Regions from separate parts of the Mus musculus genome. Here region 1 is linked to region 2. The links are chromatin contacts, called in public Hi-C maps. All regions are on one chromosome and are shown on one strand. The core of a region is the stretch at or near the end of the contact, and the rest is flanking DNA. Distances in the headings are between cores, read along the strand shown.

Region 1 (7,100 bases), core at 3,345-5,844, 630 kb after region 2:
AAAAAATAAATTTAAAAAAAAAGAAATTCTATCAAATTTGTTATAAAATTTCTCCAAGGAAATGCCCAAGGCCAGTTTCTTGCTGAAACTATACCAAACTTTTAAATGCCTAATGTAATAGTCAATGTTTTTACTACAGCACCTGATGAAGGAAAGGAAGAGGCAGGCGTTCAAATGGGAAGAGAGAAACTACCATGATTTGCTAGCGACGCTCTTCTAACAGAAATTACTAAACACTGAACCAAAAGAACATTAGAACTGAGAAATTCGGGAATGATACAAAATAAACGTACAGAAATCCTGGCTTCTCTAAACAATAACAAATTTACAAAGAAATCTTGAAATGAATCTCAACAACAGTTAACAAAAAAATTTACAACCACCTAAAATTTACACATACCTGAAAACAGGTTTAACTGAGGAGGGAAAGAAATTCCAGGATGAAAAATCTTTCATGTTAATGAACGAGATTGAAGACACTGAGGCACAGTAAACCAAAGTGAGTTGAGTATTGCTGAGTGAGGGATATCTTCCCACAAAGCTGCTACAAGGTGAAGGTCCACAGTGAGCAGGCACCCTACCGAACGCAGAACGCACTCGCCAACTCTGACAGAGAGTTTACATCATACTTTAGGTTTCTATTACAGTGATAAACACCATGCTCAAAATCAACATGGTGACAAAGGTGATTACTTTGGCTTACCTGTCTAGATTGCAGTCCATTATGGTGGGAAGTCAAGCAAGAACTCAAGACAGAAACCAAGGGACAGAACTAAAACAGGGACCATGGAGAAAAGCAGCCTTCTGACTTGATTAGTTTGCTTTGTGCTTGAGTGTGAGTGTGTGACTGTGACTGTGTGTGTGTGTGTGTGTGTGTGTGTGTGTGTGTGTGTGTGTGTTTGAGACAGGGTCTCACTATGCAGCCCCAGTTATCCTTCTATGTAGACCATGCTGGTCTCAAACTCACAGAGATCCTCCAGCGTCTGCCTCCCGAGCACTGGGGTTAAATGCATGTGCTACTTGCCCAGCACAGCTTGCTTGCTTATATATCCCAGGGCCACCTGCACATAGTGGGCTGGGCCCTTGCACATCAGTTATTAATCAAAGAAATGTCCCACAAGAACGCATATGGGCCAATCTTATGAAGGCATTTTTTTATTATTATTAGATATTTTCTTTATTTACATTTCAAATGTCATCCCCTTTCCTGGTTTCCCCTCTGAAATCCCCTACCCTCTACCCTCTCCCCCTGCTCACCAACCCACCTACACCTGCTTCCTTGCACTGGCCTTCCCCTACACTGGGGCATAGAACCTTTGCAGGACCAAGGGCCTCTCCTCCCATTGATGTCCAACTAGGACATCCTCTGCTACATATGCAGCTAGAGTGTTTCTTAAATTAGATTCCCTCGTATCAGATGAACATGGTTTGTGTAAAGTTTACCAAAAAGAAAAAGAGGTGAGGAGTCAGTTCATATCCAGACTATACACAGAACTCAACACTTACCAAAAAGAAAAAAGAAAAAAGAATCCAATTAAAAATTGGAAAATAATTTGAATAGACACGTCTCAAAATGGCTAATAAATATATTTAAATAACCAGTATCATTAGCTATCTCGGAAACACAAATTAAAACTCTATCCTGAGACCATCTTAACTCAGTTAGAATGACTATTACCAAAAATAAATAAATGACAACTGTTGGCCAGTATTTGGATAAAAATGAATTCTTATACATTATTGGTAGACATGCAAATCAGGACAGCTTTTTATGGAGAAATATGGAATTAAAAAAAATAAGATTAGAACTACATATGGTCCAGCTTTTCCACTCCTGAGTAAGGATCGGACCCAAGAGAACACAGTGTGAGTGCGGTGGGCAGGTAGGGGCTTGCACCAGAAAGAACCTCAGTGGGAGAGGCAGGACTCGAACCCAGGTCTGTCTATACACAGTTCACAACTCCTTTTCATGGAGTCGGCCACAGAGGGATGGAAGCAGAGATACCCTGGCCCTCCACTACTCGTTCTCCACCTTCTTCACAGAGGCAACCTCAACACCTGGGGCCCCTCCTACGAGGTCCGTCTGTGGCCCCAAACTTCCCTGAAGCACTGGGCTTTAACTTTATAATTCAAGCTGCCCTTGTATGTTATTGTATTGTGTATTCACCTTTGTTGTGACATGACGTAATCGTTCACTGTCTATTGGCTTATGCAATTTTGGTTTTGCTGAGGTTCAGAAAGCTTTCCTGATCTTCCAAATAACAGAAAGAGATGATCCTGTGCTGTAGAAAGGCTCACAATCTCCTGGATTACATACTACTACATCATGAAAGAAGGTATCCAACCACCACTAATATGTAAATATTACCAATTAGAAGTCTCTAGCTAATGGTTGTGCTTTCAGGATAAGTCAGAAAACAGGAATCTGGAGCAGCATGGTATCTGAATAAACCATACAGCTTCATAACAAGAATGCCTTCCTGTAACCAGGAGAAAGCTCAGCCCCAGAGAGTAGTAAGAGGGTGAGAGGGGTGCACCCTGCGTGGCTCCAGGAATCCGTCTAACTTGGACATTGAGGGCATAAACAGATGAAAAGCACATGGACACAGAGAAAAGCTAGAAGAATTAGGTGGCCGAGGACTTCTCTGATGGAGTAGCAACAGCATCCCAGAATCCCAGTGTGTTTACACAGTTGAGCAGGGAAGGAGGCATGGTTTTTACACACAGCTGAACAAGGAGGCGAGGACATCCATACAGAGGAACAGGGAGGTGGTGTTATTATATACAGCTGTCATTGTGTACAGCAGGAAGCAGGTTTAGCTAATCTAGGTAGGAGTAGTCTCCAAAGGGGAGCAGGCTTCAGGCTGCAAACATCCAGAGGGAGAAAGCTGTGGAGATCATTGTCTGCACACAAAGTCAACGTTCCCACTCAGGCCCAATGACAGCCTTCCCATCATCCTTCTGAGTCTCACCTTGAGAAGGGTTTGTCACTCTCATAGGGCCAAGGCTTATGATATGACTGCTGATATCAAACAATATGCAGCTGTTCAAGACTCTGGTTGCTCCCTACAAAGAGGAATGGACAAACACAGGTAGAATGTGACCTAGGTCAAAGATCAAAAGTCAATAAGATCTGGTAAGTGGGTGACAAGAAATGGTTTTTTAAAAGAATGGGAGAAAAGGAGAATGTTATGGAGAAATGCTTGTCTTCAGAAATGCTGTTCACGGAAATGAAAAAGCCCAGACATTTTCTGAAGAGAAAACAGGAGTTGAATTTCACCTCCGCTGCCCTTCCAGCAATAGCAGAGATGGAAATGTCCCAAGAAATATATTTGGAGTCATTACTGAAAAGTTGAACCTTTAGGAAAGAATGTGGTTTTCAGGGATGCTCCTAGCTGTGACTGGTGGGCTGGCTCTGAGTCAGCAGAGCTGCAGGGGGAAATAGCAGGTACAAAGCCTTTGGGAAAGAACTTCTCAAGAGAAGCGAGTCCTGGGGGTAAAGAGATCTGGCTCCCGAGATGATGTAAATAAAGATAGGGAAGATGCTGTGAAAGAGGAAAGGTTTCAAGAAGGTACTTTTCGTAGTGCAATAGGAAAAGAAACTCAAAGCAGAAAGCAAAGAATTTAAGAGGAAATGGTGGTAATTGATGTTAACACATCAACTAAAGGTGGTGGAAAATTCTATGATGTATTAATCGTAATCTCTCCAAATGGAATTCAATCTTCAGCAACACTTTAGAGCAACGAAGAGGAGGTTCGTGTATTAGCCATATTGCTTCACTAACAATGAAAGAAGACTATCTGGAGGGACTAAACAAAAACTTTTGGCAACAAAAGTTCCTTCTGGTTTCCCCAAAGAAAACTCTTACTAAGCCTAGACTTGTGGTTCAGCAGTACACAGTACAGTAGCCCTTGGCTAATGTACCTGAGGACCTGGGTTCAATGCCTGGCACAAAACAAAACAGATTATAATGGCATGTAAACTAGAAACAACACACATCTGTCTTTGTAATTTCTCTTTCAAGAAAAAAGAGATGGAGCAGAGCTGCAGCTCCATTGGTGTGTGGTTGCATAGCATGGGCAAACCCTGGGTTAATCTTCAGTGCTACATAAATAAAACCTGCAACAGGGATGTAAGCCTGTAATTCCAGCACCCTGGGAGCAAAGGTAGAAGGATCAAGGCAATCCTCAACTATATTTCAATTTAGAGGCCAGCCTGGGATACCTGAGACCTTGTCTCAGAAAGAAAGAAAAAGGTCAGGGAGGAAAGGAGAGAGGGAGGAAAAGAAGGATGGGAGGGAGGGAGGGAGGGAGGGAGGGAGGGAGGGAGGGAGGAAGAAATTTGAACCAATCTAGTAAGGCGCCTTCTAGCAAAGAGAATGATTCTCTGAGTTTATCCATATCTGAGAAATAAATAAATAAATAAATAAATAAATAAAGTCAAATCCAGTCCAACCACACTGACTCCATGCTGGCTGGGTTGGCCTGAAGAAAGACATTTAAGCACCCTCTGCAGGTATCACTACAGAGAACAAATGTATGATGGAGAGATGGGGAAAATGAAGTACACATACAGTGGAGATATGGAAGAGAAAGTGAAACCAAGTGGTTTGTACACTATGCTGAAAGGTGGAACTGGAGATTCAGCGCCAGTGAGGAACAGGCTGAAATGCGGGGCCTGCACAACCTGAGACCACAGTGGTGTCTGTGGTCTGTGCTGCCATCAAGGCCCACGTCTATGTCCAGCTGGGCTTCTGCTGATGCCTGTGGTCTGAGTTACCACCAAAAGCCAAGCCATTTGTCCATGGTCTGGGCTGCCCTGTGGATATCTGAGGGCTGTGCTGTTGTCCGGGGACATGCTGATCTGAGTGGCCTGTACTGCCATCAGAGACCATGGGGACACCCAGGCCATGCTGCTGGGAGCCATGTCTGGGTTCATGATCCTATGATAGCTGGAGTCTGTGTTGATGTCCCAGACCTGTGTTACCACCAAAAGAACATAGAGATATCCGTGGTCTGGACAAGCACTCATCAACCACCACGATCAGGAGAGCTGACCCCGCCCCTTGTCTGTCTGCCCTGAGTTGATGTGGGCAAGAGAGAGATACCCTTCCTGCTACCTGCAGAGCAGCCAGGTGAGCTGGCCCCAAGCTCATGAAAAGTGAAAGGACTGGCCCCACCCCTCACCAGTTGCAGCACTGGTGAATGGTCACTGCACCTGGGCGGCACTGTAGAACTGGCCAACCATGAGAGCAGGAGAGCTAACCCTGCCCCTTTGCCAGCTGCAGCATTGGGTGGGCCAGCTGGGCCAGTGCTGGAGAGCTCACCCTGTAGCTACTTCCAGGCCCAGATCTAGGGCTTTGAGTTGGCCCACCCCTACATCTACCACCATCTGCTGGAGTTCATGAAAGGGCCAGTCCTACAGATCCAAAGCTGCAGAATCTCCATGACACAGGGTAACAACAAGATGTCTGAGAGGAGTCCCAGTGAGGGTCCAATAGTGTAGCAGAAGCCAGAGGCCTGGAAATAGATCAATGCATTTGCAAATAAAGATGTGTGAAGCATAGAGTATACTGTTACTGTGTAGCACACTGTGACACACTACAGCTTCCACAAGATTTGTTTTTATTGTATATTATTTTATTTTCCTTTGTGGGGAGAGGCTGTAATGGTGAATGAAGGGCAGATATGAAGGGACAGGGAGATAAGCTGGAGTGGGGTGCATGATGTGAAATTTGTAGAGAGTCAAGAAAGTTGTTGTTTTTTTTAGATTTATTTATTTATTATATGTAAGTACACTGTAGCTTCAGACACTCCAGAAGAGGGAGTCAGATCTCCTTATGGATAGGTGTGAGCCACCATGTGGTTGCTGGGATTTGAACTCCGGACCTTCGGAAGAGCAGTCGGGTGCTCTTACCCACTGAGCCATCTCACCAGCCCAAGAAAGTTGTTTTTTTTTTTTAAAAAAAAAAGTAAGATCCATAGTAAGAGTTTGGTTGGTGATATATTCCAGTATAAAATAGTCAAGAAAAAAACCCTATCATTGTTCATTTTAAGTGGCTAATAATCCATTGTGTGATAGGGATTCACACTAGGAGAGCTGCATATGTGTGAACTGCTTCTTTGTTGGCCTCAGGGTCCAGCTCTCTTGCATAGTATGCACATTTACCATGCCTTAGTGAATAAGCAAGTCAATAAATTTAATAATGTTTCCATTTAATCATGAACTCATTGAATTCTAAACACTTTAAATATCATTAATGCTAATTTTGAATCAAAATATTCTATTGGCAATGTTGATAGAACTTTTATTTCTGCTGCCCTCCATAATAGAAAAAGTCAATTAAAGCCATTCCTTCCAAAAAATATCATTCCTTTTGTTGCTTACATTGAAATGCATACATTGGTCAAATTGAATATAGTAGCATACTATCACTTGAATATAATAGTTCAAGACAGCAATTCCAATAAAAAGAAATGTTATAGCCAAGCTGAAGGAAGGAAGTAACCTATACGGGACCAGAAAATTACTGTCGTCAGATGTGTACAGGAACACGACCACAAACTACTTAATGAAAAGTAGGCTTGTCAGTGTACCTGAATCAAGTAATTGCCATTATGTACCTGTTTGTTTTGCATTTAATTAATAACTGGTTTTAAAAGGCGTTAGAAAGAAAATATTCAACACATACAGATGCACACAACAGGTTAATACTGTAGAATTTAAGAGAAAAAAATGAATATATAATAACCAGAACCATCAGAAATATATCCATATCTTCGTCATTGCAGTTTCCAAATGTGCATACAGAAAGATAAGGCAATTCTGTGATCATGTTTTATAGAGTAAGCTATCCCAGTTCTTGGTATAAAGGAATGCATACCATCATTTACTTATTTACTTCATAACATTTTTGCAGCTCTTTAAGCACTGTCTACAGTCTCTAGTTCACACAGGTAAAATGTTATGAATATTACATTTGCAATAATTTCCCACCATTTTTCTTTTAAGAAACTATTCTTGCTGGCTGAATTCAAACAACTGCTTGAAATCCTGAAATACCTGGGTGCTTATTCATTTTACAGAATTAAAGTCTACT
Region 2 (6,808 bases), core at 2,452-4,951:
GCATTCAATGAGCAAGGAAGACTAAACAGAACAGGGCGTAGACTTAACACTGCAAAACATGTACTTGACTTCTAATACCAATACAAAGGAGAAAAGGAAATGCCAACGGAGGAGAGAGATTTCCCCAAGACCTTATCCTACCCTCTCCTTTCTGCAAATTTGACAAAGGCTTTGCACAAAGGCAGGGGTGAGGTGACAGAGTGAAGACAGACATGAGGTTGAAGTGTAAAGCTGTGGGGTGGAAGAACAGAGGCCTTGTGGTAATGACTGTGTGCTATGGGATGTAAACAGGAGAGCTGGTGCCCTTTTCCGATCAGTGTGAACACACTGCTGACTACGAGATGCACCCTTACTTAGCAATGTTCATATGTGTTGTACAAGGCAAGGAATGCTCCTAAATGAATGAGATGCAGTGGCACAGTAGAGAGGATATGCAGGAAAGCAACACGGTTGTTCTAGGTTTGCTCAGAGTAAAAGCTCCTTCCAATTGCTAGTAGCAAATTGCCAAGTTCCAAAGGACAGTCATACTGATGCTCCTGGTTGTAAAACCTTTCCAATGTCACTTCCTAAACATCTCTTGAGTTTATCTGTTTCTGCCTGTATATATCAGGTCTGACTGTGTTTCTAAAATTTCTTCTTTTTTTTTTTTTAATGAGCATTGGTGTTTAGCCTACATATATGTTTGTGTGGAGGTGTAAGATCCCCTGGAGCTGGCGTTATAGACAGTTGTGCTGTCATGTGAATAATGGGAATTAAACTAGGGTCCTCTGGAAAATAGCAAGTGCTTTTAACCACTGAGCAATCTCTTCAGTCCGTTTCTCACATCTCTTAGATAATACAAAATGGCTTCCTAGCAAGCTTGCCTATGCTTGACTAGCCATCTTTAATTATTCTCACATTGCATTGTAATCTCCAGGACTTTCTATTAAAATCGCCCTCTGTGTCTGATCCTCCTCCAGGACTTCCCCCCCCCCCCTACTGGATTCAGCATCTCTCTTTCCCCTCCTTTGGAGGCTCCAACTCTCACAATCTCTGTGGTCTTTTATCCCAGTCTCAGAGACATTCTATCTATTCCTTATCCCTGAAGGACACACATCACTTTGCCACATGGTCTGCTGACAGTAACAACAAACACTGTCAGATGCCAGGATGTGTCTCCACCTTGGTGTAGGTAGCCTTCAATGACACCGACATTCAGTCTAGGCACTAAGTCATCTTAGAGTACCTGTTCTATCATTTCCAATCCATATTTTAGAGAGCTCAGGCTAACCCAATCCCACCTCTAAAACGTCTATCAAGTCCACCTGCTTCTTCTCATTTCCACTGTCAACAGGTCTAGCCAACATTGCTCCTCTGCTGGGCTCTCTATGTGTTCACCCTTGCTCTGGTCTCCATGATTCCCAACAATGGGCAATTGAATGTTTCTCAAATGTAGGTAACTCTGCTGTTTCCTGGCATTAAGTCTGTTTAGGTTTGGCCTTGAAAGAGGAATAAAACTGAACTCTTTATTAGAACCCAGAGGGTCATGCAAGCTCCATCCCCACCCTGGTGTTGCCTATGGTGCTACGGGGGTTTTGATTGTAACTTCTGTGTGTCCATCTTGAGTTCACCCTGACCTGATTCCATGTGCTGAATTCAGACACATCTCTGTATTCCCTACTTTGTGCAACCAGGCCTTGTTTCATGAAGTCGTTCCTGGACCCTCGATACTTAAGTAGATTCTTAATCCCCATTCTCTGCTTTGTCTCAACTCCTGTTTCTTTCTTGCCATTTTTCAGTATATGACACGTTTTAGACCATTTATTTGCTCACTTTTCATCTGATGTCCCTTGAATATATTCCCCAAGAGTGAAGTCTTGCTCACCTTCTTCTCCTTTGGCTATATGATACAGTAAAAAAAGACTGTTTTCTTAACACAATTTCCTCAAAGGAAGAAGTATGTATTATTTTACAGCATTAGAGCTTGGATTTTATGAAATGTTATGTCAAGAGTCTAGCAAAGTGTTTTTAATGTGGAAGTGGCTTAAAACATGCTATATTCTCAGAGAATATGGTCTGTAATCCAGATCTCTGTAAGTCAAAGTCACCAGGGCATCTTAATTCTTTTTCTTCCTTCTTGTTCTTTTCTTCCTATTCCTCCTCCTCTTCTTCAGTTTCTCTGGTTTTACAACAGGTCATTACAGAGATGCAATGTGTCGCTGAGATCCAAACCATTCAGAAGGTCTCTCTCTTGGCCAGAGGCATTGGTTCTACAGTTGAAACATATGCCAGTCACCATAAATGAAAGGCGTGGTTAGTATTTCTAAGAAAGAGGCTTTTTCCAACCACCCCCTTTTTTTCTGAACTAAAAATTACAAAGCTGAGAATTGAATTTTGGGGTTTCTCTGGCTACCACATAAATTCTTAGTGTAAAAATGAAACATGCTAAATTCAAGACAAGAAGTATGAAAAATTATGGTACTATATATATATATATATATATATATATATATACACACATATATGTATACACACACACACATGTAGTTTATACAGTGATGTTCTGAAATAATTTGTTTTTAAGAAGTGAGTTGTCTGTTTTCTTGACTTAGAGCAGCACAGATTTTGTGATAGCAACAATATGTGGAGGAAAACTTTCTCCCTCTGGAGGATTCCTGTATTTGCTCTTTGAGGGCTGTGGGCTGTTTTTGCCATTGGTCATAGTATCTCAGGGCACAAAAACTAAGGCAAGAGAAATCCCACACTTGACAGCATCTCATGCTCTAGAAGAGAAAACAGACTTGTAAGCAAACAGTTAAAGGGTGCTGTGACTGGACTATCATGGTGACTGGAGTGTTCTAGCTTGAAGGAGGAAGTGATCAGGGATGCTTGCTGGAGTGGGTGAGTGAGTAGACAGAGAACAGGAAAGGGAATGGGGGCAGCAATTATGGTCCAAGTGTAGGAGGTGGGGCAGGTTAAGGAAAAAGTCACCTAGGAGGCAGAAGCAAAAATAAAGATCCTGGCTGACTCATGCCCACTGGCACGTTAGTGGGAGGGGATGGTGGAAAACCTCTCAGGCTGTTCCCTGAACTTCAGTGAGAATGGGTAGCTGTGGATGAAGGAAAGAACTTCTGATTTTCCCTTAATCCCAGATTCTCACATTTTTGTCTTATAATTGTTTCCCATTTTCTTTCCCTGCTTTGCTTTTATATTGTGATGTTTTAAGAAAATCTTGGTTGATGTATTCATTCACGTTCCTATTCTCCCTCCCTCCCTCCCTCCCTCCCTCCCTCCCTCCCTCCCTCCCTCCCTTCTCCCTCCTTCTCTCTTTTTCCCTCTCCCCCCCTCCTTCTCTGTTCCCTTCCTTTCCTTTCCTCAAGCTCTTACTAGCTCTCCTTTCTCTGCCTTTTCTCCCTGAGCCCAGAATGTGTGTAGTGCCCCAAAATCCTAAGAGAGAGCAGGAATCAGAGCCGGAGCCGAGATGTGTTGAACAGAGCTGCTGGAAAGCAAAGATAAGGAAAGAATTCTTACGCCTAAAACCCATGCATTTTTTTTAAGGCCAGCTCCCACCACAGAGCTCTGTCCATGTGGTCTCCCATCCAATGATGCATGGCAAAGACTGAGAAATCTTGGCCTAGAAGATGTAAAGCAGTTGGTGGAGGGCTCATTGTAGCTCTCCGCAAACTTCTCTCTGCCTTCTGATGTGGGCGGAAATGCTCTCAGCTTGCTGCACTCCTCTAGCCTCTAGCTGGGTGGTGCAGCTGCAAAGCATGTGCTGTGAACCCTGTAAGCTCAAAAGGAGAGGCACGGATCCACAGCTGTGGCAGGAGCCGAGGGGCATGGGAGACCAGAAGCTTGGTGGCCTTAGCAGTAGCAACATGGGGTCTTCTGTGTCACTAGAGAGAGCCTTTCTGATCCACAATGCAAAGGACCTTGGAGCCCCAGGTTCAGAGATGTTTATGTACAGCCTCTCAGATGAAGTCAATGGCTTCCTCCCTGTTGCAGGCTGGGGTGAGAAGAACCCACACTCACAGGAAGCCAGCGGTTCCCCTTTTAACAATGCCTGCCCCCAGCTCAGCCTTCTTACCCACCTTCATAACTCTTTGTACTAAACAGGGAAGCTGAACTGCTTGCTGCAATCCCATCCCTTGTCTGGGACTTCCTCCTGGGAACCTGGAGGAGGTAGGGTTGCTGGAGCAGGAAGTAACAGACTGGGTTGCATAGCACCCAGTGAAGTTGAATATCAAATTTACAGATGTATGGGTTTGGTCCAACGCCTGGGTTAGCGTTCCCCTGGGTGTTGTGTGGTGGAAGTGAGTTGCAGAAGTGTAATTCCTTCCGCATGACAACATCTCAAAGTTCACATGCATATTACAAGCACATTAGGGCCAGCAGCTCTTCCCATACAGGGAAGGCCTCCTCTAGTACCCCAACTCACATGTATGCCTTACAAGTCTACCTCCTGTCCCTGATTCATCATCATTCCAACTCCATATAGGAGAGATTGGGTATGCTCAGAATGATACTGACATAGACCCATCTCCATACAGGACCATCTTCATTTAAATGTAGAAGGTGGGACTTGGGAACATCAGGAATGGGTTGAAAATCTGCACTGTACCTGAAGACATGTGTGAAAACCTCATTACAAGAGGTTAATTGTTTCTGTGATGTCAGGAAGGGATTTGAAAGGAAAAACGCGGCACACTACATGTTCATCCTGCCCACCAGCTAACACAATCTGCCCTGTTAGTTGTGCCCTTGTGTTGCTGCTGATCCATGAGTGAGCTACCTGAAGCCCATGCACCAAAAACCCAGCCCAATGGCTGGAAAGACAAGTCATCAATTATAAGGAACATTTACTGCTCTTGGAGAAAACCTGGGGTTTAGTTTCCAGCAGCCACATGGCAACTCAGAACTACTTGTAAAACTGATGCCTTCTTCTGACCTCAGCAGGCAGCAGGCATGCTCCCGATGCACTTACATAACTGCAGACAAAATACTCATGAAATAAAGATAAATAAATCTTACCCCTCCCCCAAAACACTCACATTTGCTTGGCTACAAGATAGTACTGCTCTGGTTAGTAGTCCCTGTAGGTGGCTATAAAAACCAAGTTGGAATCTGCTTTTGTGAAAGAACTCACTTGGACCTATAGTTCCTTGATGTTGTCTCAAACCCTGGATAATTGGCTGCAGATAATTGAACCTGGCAGCCATGCTCCCAGCATCCTTCAGTCCCTACCTGTTTCAGAGTATGGCATACCCCCACGCTCATTCTAAACTTCTCCAGGCCAGAGTCTGGGCTGCCCTTCCTCATTGCCCTTCTTTATATAACCCAACCATTTTGGCTATGCCGCTTTTGTAGTCAGTCTGTCAGCCCAGGTTGCCTTTCTTGGTCAGTGCTTCTCTCTCCTTGTTCCTCTCTGAGTCTTCACAGGGCTCAGGGTTCTGTTGGCTCTGGACTCTCAGGTGTGTCTGTCTCTGGCTCTGCTCTCCTATTCATCTGCAATAAACAGTTTCCTTCACCGTCCCTACAAGCAGTCATGCCATTTCCTTTTTAGTTCTAGTTTTCATTTACTCCTGGAATCTTGAGAGAAATAGATGTTTTTTAGTTTGAAGTTTGCAAATAGTGGCATACTTTCAAGAGTATAGGAACAACAACAGCAGCAAAGTAAAGATTAAACATGGAATCTAAAGTGTAAAGAGAATTTATTTTTGTTTTGTTGTATTTTGAGACAAGGTTTCTCTGTGTATCCCTGGCTGTCCTGGAACTCACTCTGTAGACCAGGCTGGCCTCGAACTCAGAAATCTACTTGCCTCTGCCTCCCGAGTGCTGGGATTAAAGGCCTGCCTCACCACTGCCCAGCTGTAGAGAGAATCTTTATGTACTGTGTGGAAGCATCGCCTGTCATAAAAAGCCTATGGCCAATGATGATGGCAAGATTACGGTGGGGTATTTGGGAAAGAAAGATAAGATTCCAGTAAATAATTGCAGGGATTTGCCATGAATACTGATGGAGATAGATTCTTGAACCAGAGGAGAGGTGACCAACCATGTGTGATGACTTAGAATAGATTGAATAGGTAGTTAAGTTATGGGCTAACAGGAATAAGCCAAGGCTTTTGGCATAAGCATTTACTCATGAAATGTTAAGTCTCAGAGTTGTTATTTCTGGGAACAAAGTGGCTGGCTGGGTGGAAAAGCCTGTAGATACACAAACGTAATATAAGGACTATATGAATTTGTATCAAAAGAATTAAGTTGCACAATTGTAGTTAAAAGCATTTTTCCCTTGTTTTTGCAAGTTGACCTTCTGAGTAAATCATCCACATGTAAAACAACAGTGAGGGATTGGTGGGATTGAGTTTAGGTATGTGGCACATGCTTTATCCGAAATGCTTGTTCCTGAAGAGTTTTAGATTTCCTGGAGCTTGAGTTATTTGTCTCTATATAATGGGATTCTGACCCAGAAGATAAGACTCATATATAAAAATGAGATCCATTTGTGTTTCCTGTCCTTTTACACAGAGACTGGGTGATTGGATGCAGTATTGTAGAAACTCTGTTTGGCAATGGCTCATCACTCAAGTCAGGTTTGGACTGTTCCATTTGTAGAATCATATCAACACGCACAAAAGTTTAGATTTTTGAACATACCAAACCTCAAATTTTCAGATGCTCAACTTGGAATCATATGAATAGAGAAGAATAGAGGAAGAAAACTTTGGGGATAAAGTGATAAGCTTTGTCAAGACTACTGCCAAAATATTTGGTAAAAACAACTTAAATGGAGGGAAAGTTTATCTTGCTTATGGTTTCAGAGGAT

The links. A called contact is a pair of places that touch in the nucleus more often than the background predicts.
Region 1: a contact with region 2 is called in a Hi-C map of CD4 T cells, with 1.8 times the contacts expected there. The contact joins two enhancer-like sites. A contact is called at or near these places in 1 of 484 Hi-C or Micro-C datasets (CD4 T cells) and 2 of 115 datasets of contacts at active chromatin or transcription factors (bone marrow-derived macrophages and embryonic forebrain).

Annotation. Positions count from the first base shown.
Region 1 is chr1:138,817,822-138,824,921 of GRCm38.p6, forward strand. No RefSeq gene overlaps it. Among named protein-coding and RNA genes, the nearest start is that of Lhx9, 21 kb to the right of the region's middle. Within about 2 kb of position 4,595, at least 47 of the 459 cell types and tissues checked have an H3K27ac peak or open chromatin away from gene starts, as enhancers often do.
Region 2 is chr1:138,188,095-138,194,902 of GRCm38.p6, forward strand. No RefSeq gene overlaps it. Among named protein-coding and RNA genes, the nearest start is that of Ptprc, 16 kb to the left of the region's middle. Within about 2 kb of position 3,702, at least 151 of the 459 cell types and tissues checked have an H3K27ac peak or open chromatin away from gene starts, as enhancers often do.